Regions from separate parts of the Mus musculus genome. Here all the other regions are linked to region 1. Evidence: chromatin contacts called from public HiChIP or PLAC-seq data. All regions are on one chromosome and are shown on one strand. Each heading gives the region's core, a stretch centred on a gene start, on an enhancer-like site or on the middle of the called end of the contact. The rest is flanking DNA. Distances are from core to core; before and after follow the strand shown. Region 1 holds the start of Baz1b (bromodomain adjacent to zinc finger domain, 1B). Region 2 has its middle 19 kb from the start of Cldn4. Region 3 holds the start of Cldn3 (claudin 3).

Region 1 (4,155 bases), core at 1,100-3,599:
AGAACTTAGAACAGGTATGGAATGGCAGATCTTTAAGTTTCAGGCCAATCTGCTCTACAAAATGTTCCATCCTTGACAGAGCCACACAGTGAGACCCTACTGAAAGAAAGAGAAAACAAAAACAAAAACCCAACTGGGGCTTAGAGTCAACAGTGAGGTTAAGTGCACAGAACCTGGGTTCAATCCCCAGCACCCTCACAGTAGCTCACAATCCAAATCTGGCCTCCAGGGTGCTCCAGACACACAGTGCTCCATAGACACATAGGCAGGGAAACATCTATACAGACAAAATTAAAAGGTGGAAAATAATCTCTGTAGGTGGACACTGCCTTTCAGAACTGATGCTAGAAGGGCTGAAGCTGTACTGGCTGGTCCTGAGGTCTATTAATCCCAGATACTAGGGAGGCTAAAGCAGGAGAACCAAAAGTTCAAGGCCTGCCTAAGCCACATGGTGAGTTCCCAGCCAGTCTCAGCAATTTTAATGATGCCCTGACTCAAAATAAAAAACCAGAGGGCCCAGGATGGAGCTTACTAATAGTGCAGGGCCCTACGGTAAATTCCCCAAATATTGAGGAAAGGAAGGGGAGTAAAAGTATCCTAAATATTCAGAACATTTTATTAAATCTACACAGGTGATCGGCAATTCCATCACTTGGGAAGTTAGGAAGGAAAACGTCACACTTAGCTTCCAACACCTACCTTAGACATCAACCTAGGTTACAAGACAATTAAAAATGAAACAACAAAAAACAAAGCAGGAAAGAGGCAAAGGCCAAGAGCAAACTGAAATACTTCACTTGAATCCTTCCTGCTCTTACCTAATCTTTCCAAAGGAAAAGGGGTGGTAAAGATAGCAGGACAGGCAAGTTTGGTAAGGAAACTTAGCTTTTTAAAAAACAAATAAGCCTTAAAAGATTCAACATTCCCCCTACCGGGGGCGGGGGGGGGGGGGGGGGAAGTACTACAACTTTTAACTAAGAGGCTATGCTTGGTCAAGAAATCTTAAAGTAATGATTGGAAATGCTGACTTTGTATTCTAAAACACCAGTTTCACGTACCAGAGAGAGAGAGAGAGAGAGAGAGAGAGAGAGAGAGAGAGAGAGATTGAGAGACAGAGAGACAGGCAGACAGACAGACAGGATCGGGAATGCAGTGTCCAGCCTCTCTGAGTTCGAGGCCAGCCGGTGCTACATGAAGCGCTCCCTCAAAAAAAAAAAAAAAAAAAAAAAGACGGAAAAATGAAACTTCTAAGTGTCAAACTTCTGTGTTCTCTAGGAAATAAATGGCCACCAGAACCATCAATGTACCTTTCTGCTCCTTCCCATCTTCAGTGGGTAAAAAGTTAATGCCAGGTTTTGTGATTTACGGTTCTGTCAGTTCATCCCTGGCCTAAAGTCCACTCCGGAGGAGAAAAACAAAACCCACAAGCCACATCAGTGTCCCCGCACAGCCCACTCAAGACGCAGTAGAGGCTTGCACAAGCCGGATCACGCGGCTGCGCCGGTACAATTTCAAAAACTTAAACTTGACGGTTTCATTTCTATGAAAGGAGAGAGAAATAAAATGCGCAAAGGGAACCCGGCTACCCTCCCTAGTCATTTAGGGCCCGAAGCCAAGTTGGGGAGGAGGGGATTGGTGTTGCGATCACCACCGAGGCCCCGGGGACAAAGTAAGGGGAAAAGGGATGGAGGCGCGCGGTTCCGGGAAGGACGGCTGGAGACGGCCCGGAGGGATCTCGCCGCGGAGCTCCCAAGCCCGGGTAAAGCAGGGCCCCGGGCATCACGGCCCGCGGACGGCCCCGTGCGGTGACAGCTGCCCCGCGAGCCGCGCGCGGCCCATTCGCATCTCGCCATCTCCATCCCTCGCCCTGCGCAGCCGCGGCCGAGCGTCCACACCGCGCGCGGAGAAAGGATACTCCCGGGTGCGGAAGGCCTCCTGAGTGTGCGGGATGGTGAAGAGCGGCTCCTCTCCGGGCAGCGGTTTCACCAGCGGGAAGGGCTTGCGGCCCAGCAGCGGCGCCATCGCGGCGGCGCCGGCAGGGGACGGAGCGCCGAAGGCTCGGCCGCTCTGCTGCGCAGCGCTAGGCCCCGGCAGCCCCGGGGCGAGCGAGCGAGCGAGGCGCCTGGCTCCCGGGGCGATGGGGGAGGGGAGGGGTGAGAGGGCGGCGCGAACTCCGGCTTCCCTCAGAGCTGGCGGGACCGCGCCACGGCCATGGAAGCCAGGGGGACGCCTCGAGGGGAGAAAACGGAGAGATTCTCCTCGCCCCTTCCGGCGCCTTTCACCTCACGCCGATCTCCGCCGCGGCGGCCGCCAGTCACGACTCCTCTCCAGCGGGCACGGGAGGAAATTATTGAAAAATGGCGGGAGATTCCCTTCCTCCCCCCCGCTGCCGGGCCAGCGCACAGACTAACTTGCTTCTCCGTGGCGCCCTGGGGCGGAGGCTCCGATAGGCGGAGGGCTCGTCGGCCTTCGCAGCCTATTGGCTCAGAGAGGCTGCCGCTCCGAGGTCGAGTCCCGCCCCCTGGGCTCCAGCCGCGAAGTTGAGTTGCAGCGCAGCAGAGGGCAGTCTGAAAAGGTGAAAGGTCACGTTATGTAAGAGCCGGGGACGGGCGTGCGGGCCTCCAGTGGCGGACTTCAAAAGTAATGGGACAGCAGTAGGAGGGGGAGGACGAAAAGCGGAAGACTCAAAGAGGTCAGAGCAAAAAGCCCTGTCACTGATACAGACATTGCGCCATCTGTCACCGACGGCGACACCGACATCCGGGCACTCACTGTCCGTGTGCTGCGCCGGAGGGGGGAGGGGGAGCGCGCGGCCAGGGGCTTTGTCTTTCCACTCGCGCTCCGCCCCCCTTCTTAAAGGGGCCGCGCTCGGCCACGCCCGGGGATGCGCGGGTGGAGCTGTACTGGGCGGGAAGTAACTCAGGCCCTCTCCAAACTGAAGTTCCGCATTGGGGCGACTAGGACCCCAACCTTCCCCGACGCGGCATCACTGTAATTGAGAAATGGAGATTAACAGCCTGTTTTTTAAGGACTACAGGGAAGGATAATGAAGAACTTTCTTTAAAAATATGTGGAGGAAGAGCCGCAGAGCAGACTCAGGGGCTAAGATCTTGTACTCGTTCAGAGGACCCAAGTTCAATTCTTAGCTCCCACATCGGGTAGCTGGAACCTGCCTCCGGCTGCAGCTCCAGGAGTTCCCATTCCTCTTGCCTCCTCAGGTGCACGTACTCACGTGCACGTAACATCCCCCACCACGTGTGCACACATACACAATTTAAAAATAAATCTTGAAAGTAAAATAAACGGAAGAATAATAAAGAAGGTTTTCTGTATGTACATATGTAAAAGACTATATTCATTCATATATATGTGTGTGTATATATATATATGTGTGTGTGTATATAGTGCAACTAAGTGATGCAGGTTTTTGAAGCTGGACGGTCCTAAGTGAGTTTGTGACTAACCTGGGCTACAGTCTTACAGGCTGAATAGCAAATCCCTATAACAATAAATAAATAAAGCTATGTTAGAAAACATATGTATTAAGCTCATGGGGCTGGAGAAGTGACTCCGCATGCAATTAAGAGTTCTTCCAGAGATTCTGGGTCTGATTCACAGTTTTTGTGTTGGAGGATCACAATCGCCTGTGACTCCAGAGCAGTAGATTCTTGCAACCCTGTATACATACCCCCCCCATACACATAATTTAAAATAAAAATAAATGTACTATTAAAAAAGATGGGCCTAAAGGGATGGCTTAAGGTTAACACATACTGCTCTTGCAGAAGACCTGAGTTGGATTCCAGCATCCACATGCAATGGCTCTCAACCATTACTAACTCCAGTTCAAAAGGTCAAAGACGCTCTAGCGCCCTCTTTTGGTCTCTGAAGGCATGTGGGCATGCCTTCACACCCCCACTCCACCCCCACCTCTTCACATAAATAAGTACATAGTGAGACTCTGAAACCAACAATAACAATAATAAATTTAAATGTATAGTTCATTAATTAAAATCCTATTAAAGGATATGTATGTATAAATAAATAAACGTTGGGGCCAGAGATATGACTCAAAATTAAGAGTACTGGCTACTCTTGCTGGGAACTAGAGTTTGAGTCCCAGCACCCACATGGTGGCTCACAACAATCTGTAAG
Region 2 (4,155 bases), core at 739-3,238, 220 kb after region 1:
ACCCCAGCATTAACAAACAAACAAACAAACAAACAAACAACAAACGGCTGGGCAGTGGTGACTTAGTTTTTTAATCCCAGCAGAGACAGGCCAGTCTCTAAGTTTGAGGCCAGCCTGGTCTACAGAGCAAGTTCCAGGATGGCCAGGGTTACACACCTGCCATGAAAAAACCCAAACCAAACTAAACCGGCAACAAAACTCAAAGGACCCCAACCATCAGCAAAGGGCAAAGCCCGAGGGCAGATCCAGGGGCATCGTGTGATATTTCACCCTCTGGATTATCACGGGTGTCACGGAGACTTCTGCGGTCGGCCGTGGCTTTCCTCTTAGGGTTCTTGGAGAGGGTCTACCTGGCTCTAATCAGTTGATGGTTCCCTCTCTCTCTGCTGCCCTAGGGCTCAGGTTTCTCCTTCCAGCTTCCTGGACCTCTTAGGGCTATTTGAGAAGTAAAACAGGTTGGGGCAGACGGGCGTGAGTTAGTGAGTGGGCCTAGTGTGGAAGCCGGGTTTTTGTTAAGTTTCCTGGTGTCTGTCCTTTACAGCAGGGTAGTGAGCACCTAGACCTCCCGCCGATTGCACTTCCTGCACATTCCCTGACCCTTGCACTTCCTGCACATTCCCTGACCCTTGCGCGTGTCTTCTGAATACTGAACCTCCTGCATGCTGCCTGCCCCACTGTGTGCTTACACTGCGTGTGCCTACTGTATGTTGCCTTCCTCCTGCTTGTGCCCTGTGCAAACTGAGTCTAAAGCAGATGGGCCTTGTTCTTGCGTGACAGGGTGTTGTATTCTCACCCAGAAAGTCCATAGTTCTGGGTGTGACCTGACTCTCCCGTGGGGGGGTACATTGGGAAGGTGCGAGGTGAGAGCGGCCAGGTCAGGGTGGAATCGGTTTTTCTCTCAGTCAAACCTGGTTGGTGCGCTACTCTGGGGTAATTCCCAGGTAGGCTCTTAGGTGTCATAGATCAGGTGAGGGAGGGGTGAGTCACACCTGCCTCCCCCTCCCCCTCGGGAGAAACTTCTCTCTCCCCAGGGCTAGGTTTCACTAAGTCGTAAACAGGCCCTGCCCAAGAGATCTTTCTTCCGGTCTCGGCCAGATCCAGTGTAACCCAGCCTGGGGGCTGCCTGGTTGCCTAGTCAAGGGAACGTCCTGGTCCCAGACTAGATCCCTGAATTCCTTGGCCCACTCTAACCCCCTTCTTCGTCCCCCTGGGCTCCTTTTTCCCCTAGCGAAATCGCAGTCTCTTTCGCTGCGGAGCTTTCATTCTCCCTGGGGAATTTCGGGGAGATGGCTTGAAGGGGTGAAGAAGCAGGGGGCTTGGTGAATGGGCCTCGTGTGAGGCCAGGGTTTTCTCCCTTTTTTAAAAGATTAATTTGGTTTCATTTATGTGAGTGTTGCCTGTATATATGTGATGTGCATAGCGTGCGTGCCTGGTGTGCTGGCAGAGGTCAGAACGTGGACTTCACATCTTCAGGAACTGTAGTCAAGAACTTTATGGGTGCTGGTGTTTCAGAGTAAGGTTAGCTGGCCCAGTTTGCTTTCAGTGGCTTTTCCTAGGTGAGCATGTGGGCGGGGCCATCCATGCCAAAGTATCCCTGTGGGCGGAGTTTCCCTGTATGTAAGTAAGCCATGTTTTTGACAATATTGCAAGCAGGCCTATCAAATCCATTAGGAGAATGTTGGCAAGGCCATCTAGTGTCTAGATGAGGCAAAGGTGAGAGTGTGGGCGGAGCTTCGGGTCCTGAAGTGAATCTATAGGTGGGGCTCTCCATCCATCTCCAGCATGTGGGCAGGGTCTCCGTCTTTTAAGGGGTGGAGCTGCTGGGCCGATACGTAATTTTACAGCCCTCCTAGTGGCTCAAACAGTTCCTCTTTCCTTTCCGCCACTAAGGCGCACACTTATCCTCAGACAGACTACATCAGGACCGGCCTGGGAGGACTCTTTGAAGCTAGGTCCTCAGGGTGGCAGTATTTCCACAAGACCAAGCAGAGGTGGTGTCGTTGTGTGCCGGGGAGCAGTGAAGTGCCTCCGCACGTGAAGGGGCTTGCAGCTAAGACCGGGTTCAGTTCCCAGAAATCACAAGGTGAAAGAAGAAAACTGCAGTAGGTTGTTTTCTGACCTCTACATGCGTGTCATGGCATGCACACCACACACACACACACACACACACACACACACACACACACACACACGCACGCGCGCTCGCGCGCGCGCAAGTGGGCCAAGCTGCAGGAACGCTCACCTCCACTAAGGGGTGTTCTTGAGCCTAGGTCCACAGCTCCCCACCAGGAATGGACAGGCCCTTCTTGCCATTCAGTCTCCTGGGACCTCATACTCCTGCCCCAGAGTGGCCTTCTCAGACTATGTCACAACTCGGCTACACTTGCTGCTCTCTCCGCAGGCTCCTAAGGTGCACTGGACCTCGTCTAGTTATCCTGCCGGTCAGCGCGAACCCGGGGCAGGACAGATTCAGATCTCCAGTATTCCACAACTGTTAATATTTTGCAAATGTAAAAAGAAACCCACCCGTAGTTCTCTACATGCGCAGTCAATTTGTAGGTGCCTTAGCAACCTGTTCTAACGCCCGGTGCCTCTCCTTCCAGTGTTGTTTGAGATTTTCAAATTTTCTATCAAACCTTGTTGGACACTTTATGGATGCAGTTCCCACTAGCAAACAGAAGAGGGCGACGCTAGCAAGAGCTATTGCAGGCTCAGGGCTAATCTAGCCGCGGAGCTAGAGATTGCTGCTGGACAGAGAGTTGAGGCTGATGTGAAAAGAGTGGCCTGGGACAGGAGGTAGTGATGCCCCGACTGGAGTTTCTTTGTTTTAAGATTTTAAATTTGCCTGGAGTAGTGGCACACACCTTTAAAGCCCCGCCATCCCACCACCACCACACACACCCTGACTCTGGGTCTCTAAGAGTTCAAGTCCAGTTTGGTCTACATAGTGAGTTCCAGATCATCCAGGTCTAAATAGTGAGATGCTGTCTCAAAATTTTTTATTTGTTTGGTGGTAGTGGTGACTAAAGCAAGGGTCTCATGAGAGCTAGGTAGGCATTCTATTGCTGAGGCATATCCCAATACCTGCCTTGCCCCTTTTTGAGACATTTCTCTGTGTAGCCTTGGCTGTCTGAGAACTCACTCTGTAGACCAGGCTGTCCTTAAACTCAGATATCCACCTGTCTCCTGAGTGTGGGGATTAAAGGCATGTGTGATCACTGCCCAGTTCCATCCCTATTTTTAAAAGACATAACCTACATTTAAATGTACTTTTGTTGTATTTTCAATTTTATAGGTATAGATGTTTTGCTTGCATTTATGTATGTATGTATGTATGTATGTATGTATGTATGTATGTATGTATTTATTGGTTTTTCAAGACAGGGTTTCTCTGTATAGCCCTGGCTGTCCTGGAACTCACTTTGTAGACCAGGCTGGCCTCTAACTGAGAAATCCCTCTGCCTCTTTGCTTGCATTTATGTCTTGCACCAGGTGGTGTGTGCCAAGGGCCCTTGGAGGACAGAAGAGGGCACTAGATCCCTTGCAACTGGAGTTAAACAGAATTGTGAGCCTCCATGTGGGTGCTGACACTTGAACCCAAGTTTTCTGAAAGAGTATCTGGTGCTCTTAATCACTAAACCATTTCTATGGCCCCTCTATCTATCTATCTATCTATCTATCTATCTATCTATCCATCCATTCATCTATTTATAAGACCCATCTTATTACATAGCTCTGGCTATCCTGGATCTCACTACGGAGACCAGGCTGGTCTCTAATTCCCAGAGCTTGGTCTGCTTCTGCCTCTCGATTGCTGGGACTAAAGGTATGTGCCACCACCGCCTGGCTCAGTTTTTAAAATGTATGTACATTTGTGTGTCCGAGGGTGGGTGCAGGACCTACAGAGATGAGACAAGATCATTGGATTCCCTAAAGCTCAAATTGCAGGTGGTTGTAAGCTGTCTGACATGAGTGCTGGGAACAAATTCAGGTCCCCTGTAAGAGCACTGTGTGGTCTTAACTGCTGAGCCATGTCTTCAGTCCCCTGAGGTCTTTCCTTGGGGCCTTGTATTTCTACTTTACTAGAAATTCCCTAGCCCAGCAACACCATCTTCCGCAGGTGTTGTATACTCTTGGTGCCTAGACATGCATGCA
Region 3 (4,155 bases), core at 860-3,359, 200 kb after region 1:
AGTGTTAGAGAGGCCAACCTTGAACTACATTTCCACCTACACTTTCCAGACGATGTCACCCTTTTAAAGCCTAGGAAGCCAGGGACCTGTCCCCCTCCAAGAGCCCCGCCTCAGTTCCCTTTACCTTGTCCAAGAGGTGCCTCCAGTCTCAATATTGTTTAAAGCTGGGTCCCTCCCTCCCTTGAGGGCACTGGGAAGAAGGTGGGGTGGCCTTTCCCCTCATCTCTCCACCTCCAAGTCAGAAGACTTTGCCAAATGTCCCTTTTAGGTGTCCCCCAACACTCCCAGTGCTGGGAATGGAACCCAAGCCCCATGCATGCTACACAAGTGTCCTACCACTGAGCCACATCCCCACCGTCTGTCTGAATGGCAGTCCTTTAGGTGAGGCATTTGGTCTGAACAATAGGTCTTTTTGTTCCACGTCTCCAAATATGAAATCTCGGTAGAGAATGTAATTCTTTAGCTTGCACATCAGCTACCCCAAATGCCCGGAGCAAGGCTGTGGATACAAGCACAAACCAACTAGGCTGTCCCAGAGAAGAGTCCCTGTGTTCTTCCCCTTGCCCCTCTCCAGCAGAGTTCCTCATACGCCCTCTGGCTGGATTGCTAGATAAACCTCGCTCGCCATAGGGTCTGTGGAGATCAGTGCTGGGATATCTCCCAAGTGTTACCCACCTAGTGAGCACAAAAACTCATGTGTACCCCCACTTTCTCCTTACTCAACCTGTGAAGCTGTTTAAAGCTCGCTGCCCGTGATGAGGGCTATTCGAGGGACAGTCCCCAGCAGGTGCCCCGTAGGGGAGGTGGTAGCCTGTGCGGTGGCGTTCAGGATAAGGAAGCTCCAGCGACTGCAAAAAACGAAAGACTTTTATTGAAAAATATGAAATGGCCCGTTTCATGGTTTGCCTGTCTCTGCCCACTGTGAGCTTCTGCGGGGCTGGCAAGTAGCTGCAGTGGCCACCCCAGCCCAGTTCTTGGGAAGGGCGAGGTTTCTTTGTCCATTCGGCTTGGACAGTTCCTAGGCCCGGTAGTCAGGTGGCAGCCGGAGAAGGGGAGATGCCAGCCTGTCTGTCCTCTTCCAGCCTAGCAAGCAGACTGTGTGTCGTCTGTCACCATCTGGAAGGTGGGGTGGTCTCAGACGCGAGGCTGCACGCTGGACGGGTGGGGTTCATCGACTGCTGGTAGTGGTGACGGTACGGTCTGCGTGCACCCGGCCCCTCAGACGTAGTCCTTGCGGTCGTAGGCGGTGCCGGTACCGGTGCCAGGGCCGGTGGATCGCGGCGCAGAATAGAGGATCTTGGTGGGTGCATACTTGTCGCGCGGTGGGCAGGAGCAACACAGCAAGGCGCCCCCTAGCAACTGCAGCGCGGCGGCAGCCCAGCCCACGTACAACCCAGCTCCCATCTCCCGCTTCTGGGCCTCGGGCACCAACGGGTTATAGAAATCCCTGATGATGGTGTTGGCCGACCAGGACACCGGTACTAAGGTGAGCAGAGCCGCCAACAGGAAAAGCACTCCCGCCACGATGGTGATCTTGGCCTTGGCCGTCTCGTCTTGTACGCAGTTGGTACACTGGGCGCCCACGAGCGCCACGAGGAGCCCGAAGGCGGCCAGCAGGATGGACACCACGATGAGGGCTCGGGCGGCCTGCAGGTCCTGCGGCAGGGCCAGCAGCGAGTCGTACATTTTGCACTGCATCTGACCGGTGCTCTGCACCACGCAGTTCATCCACAGGCCCTCCCAGGTGATCTGCGCCGTGATGATGCTGCTGCCGATGAAGGCCGAAACGCGCCACATGGGAAGGGCGCAGCACACGATGGTGCACAGCCAGCCCAGCACGGCCAGCGACGTGCCGGTGATCTCCAGGCCCATGGACATGGCTGCTGGACTTGAACCGGCTCGGCCGGGCAGCTCAGGGGACTGGGAGACCAGGGATCGCGGCCGCTGGACCTGGGAATCAACTGCCCTTCGAAAACTGACGGACGTCTGTCGCCGGGAACGACGGGTGGGTGGCAAAGGACGGAGCGCGCTTAACGGCTCCTCTCCTGGGGCTCGCACAGAGACTGCCCCTGCACCTGCCTGTGGCTTTGGAGACTGGCTTCTGAGACTGGGTTGGCTCTGGGATGGGGTGGGTTGGACTTAGCTTGGTGCCTAGAGGAGGAGGGTGGAGCTCGCTCTTCTGGCCCAGGGGACAGTGACGTGTGTCCCGTCCAGTCCGGTCCGTCCTCCCCAACCCCCTTCACCATAGGAGAAAGGATTTGGCTAGAACCTCAATGCTGAAGTGTATGTGTTGTGTGTGGCGGGGGTGGGGGTGGGGTGGGAGAGTGTGTATCGAAGGAGGGCGGGGTCGTCTAAGCTCCCTCCCTTCCCAACCTCCCCAAGCTCCTTAAGCATAACGAATTCTCTAGAGCTATACAGAGTGGGAGGGGCGCTTCAAGGATTTGAAGTGCAAATCACCAATTGTAAACTGCTTGACTCTCTTGTCCCCCACCTCCGTCTTCTTTAGCGCGGGAGGCGTAGGATGGAGGCGCGGCCAATTCCTCTGGACAACCCGGACTGGGAGGACCTAGGTGGGGGCGTGGCTGAGGCTGTTTGTCGCCGTAGGTGGATGGAATTGTAGCACCTGCTCCAAGTCCCTCAGGCTTTGACACAAGCACTCTGGCCTTGTCCAAGTGCAACCTGATATACAGAACTCTGAAACCAGGGACAACGACCACCTGCAGAGCCCACTCTGCACCTCAGGGACCGGTGTTGAGTTCAAATTCTTGTCCAGCACCCTCATGTGACCTGGGCTGGTGGCAAGCCTACATGGCTTAGCTCAAATGCCCGCCCACCTAGAAGCTGCTTTCCCCCACGGAGGTTCTCTAGATGGAGTCTTGTTTTCTTTCCTTTGGGGGTGGGGGCGGGGCAGAGTGAGTACCAGGGTGAGTGAACAGTGGGAAAGAGATTTGATACACATGAGAAAAAAAAAAGACGTCTAGCCAGGTGTGTTGGCTCCTGCCTGAGGCTGAGGCAAGCAGACAGCTGTGAGTTCAAGGCCAGATACAGCGAAACTGTGTCTCACAACTCCTGTGCAGAAGCCCTGTGCAGCATGCCATGCCTGTAGTCCCAGAGCTTGGGAAAGTGGAGGCAGGCAGGAGTTCAAGACCATCTTGGCGACACGGAGAATTCAAAGCCAGATGGGCTACATGAGACCCTGGCTCAAACAAGCTACAAAGTAACACCAAAAAAGCCCCCAAAACACCAATTCCTTTTGCCTCCGGACACTGACTCCCCTGCCGCACACCTTGGGGTGGCGCATGCTCCGACTTCTCCCGTTGCCTCTTCCCTTCACCTCAGCTAGGATACAGCTCTTTTGGTTTAGTTTCCTATACATCCTCTTCGAGGACCCGTGCTTGGGGTCCTTTCTCCATGAGACACTCCTACAGCTCTCCGCATAGCTCACTGACCTCGCTTCATAGTTTCAGAGGCTGGAGATGGAGCTCAGTGGCTAGAGTGCTTGGCCAGCCTGCACGAAGCCTCTGGTCTGTCCCTGGCACGGAATAAACCCTAATAGATGGATGGCACTTCAGCAAGCACCACACCGAGATCCTCCCCAGCTGATTTGGAGGTCAGTGTGGGTGGCTTGGAACCCTGCACCCAAATAGAAACAGGACAACAAAATCGTCCCAGCTTCTTACCCACAATGCCACGTTCTTTTTCTGTTTTGTTTTGTTTTGTTTTGTTTTCGAGACAGGGTTTCTCTGTTGTAGCCCTGGCTGTCCTGGAACTTGTGCTGTAGACCAGGCTGGCCCGGAACTCACAGATCCACCTGCCTCTGCTTCCCATGTGCTGGAAGCACTGTTCTCTTTGCCACTTTGATACCTTTGTTTTCTTTCATATTTGACATTATCTAAAGTGGCCTCTGGCTTTCCTTTCTTCCCCCCTCCCTCCTTTTCTCTCCCTGCTTTCCTTTTTTCTCTCCCTCCCGCTCCCTCCTCCCGGTCCCCCCCACCCCGCCCCCTCCACTCCTCCCCGCCCCAGGGTGGCCTTAAACTCCAGGTTGTTTTGCCTCCCCTGCACAAGTGGCAAGCTTCTTTGTGAGAGAGGCCACGCTTGGTTTCTCATTTATTTGTTTCTTTGTCTCTGCTCCGGTCTGTTACCACCACCAGGACA

Evidence for each region. HiChIP or PLAC-seq counts read pairs in DNA pulled down with a chosen protein or histone mark.
Region 2: a contact with region 1 is called in an H3K4me3 HiChIP or PLAC-seq map of embryonic stem cells, with 14 read pairs. The contact joins the enhancer-like site here to the promoter of Baz1b in region 1. A contact is called at or near these places in 2 of 484 Hi-C or Micro-C datasets (CD4 T cells and embryonic stem cells) and 5 of 115 datasets of contacts at active chromatin or transcription factors (bone marrow-derived macrophages, embryonic stem cells and pancreatic cancer cells).
Region 3: a contact with region 1 is called in an HNF4G HiChIP or PLAC-seq map of pancreatic cancer cells. The contact joins the promoter of Cldn3 here to the promoter of Baz1b in region 1. A contact is called at or near these places in 4 of 39 promoter capture datasets (the 3T3-L1 cell line, hippocampal neurons, liver and 1 more), 4 of 115 datasets of contacts at active chromatin or transcription factors (bone marrow-derived macrophages, embryonic stem cells and pancreatic cancer cells) and 2 of 9 other capture datasets (adipose tissue and liver).

Annotation. Positions count from the first base shown.
Region 1 is chr5:135,185,517-135,189,671 of GRCm38.p6, reverse strand. It overlaps Baz1b (bromodomain adjacent to zinc finger domain, 1B), which reads right to left and starts at 2,349. Exons shown (of 19, transcript NM_011714.2): 1 at 1,916-2,349. The coding sequence starts at 2,022.
Region 2 is chr5:134,964,219-134,968,373 of GRCm38.p6, reverse strand. No RefSeq gene overlaps it. Among named protein-coding and RNA genes, the nearest start is that of Cldn4, 19 kb to the right of the region's middle. Within about 2 kb of position 1,988, at least 146 of the 459 cell types and tissues checked have an H3K27ac peak or open chromatin away from gene starts, as enhancers often do. A contact at or near this core is called in bone marrow-derived macrophages and embryonic stem cells, where this site is marked.
Region 3 is chr5:134,984,168-134,988,322 of GRCm38.p6, reverse strand. Cldn3 (claudin 3) reads right to left here and starts at 2,109. Exons shown (of 1, transcript NM_009902.4): 1 at 847-2,109. The coding sequence starts at 1,878. The coding sequence ends at 1,219. It overlaps Wbscr25 (Williams Beuren syndrome chromosome region 25 (human)), which reads left to right. Exons shown (of 5, transcript NR_026907.1): 5 at 733-890.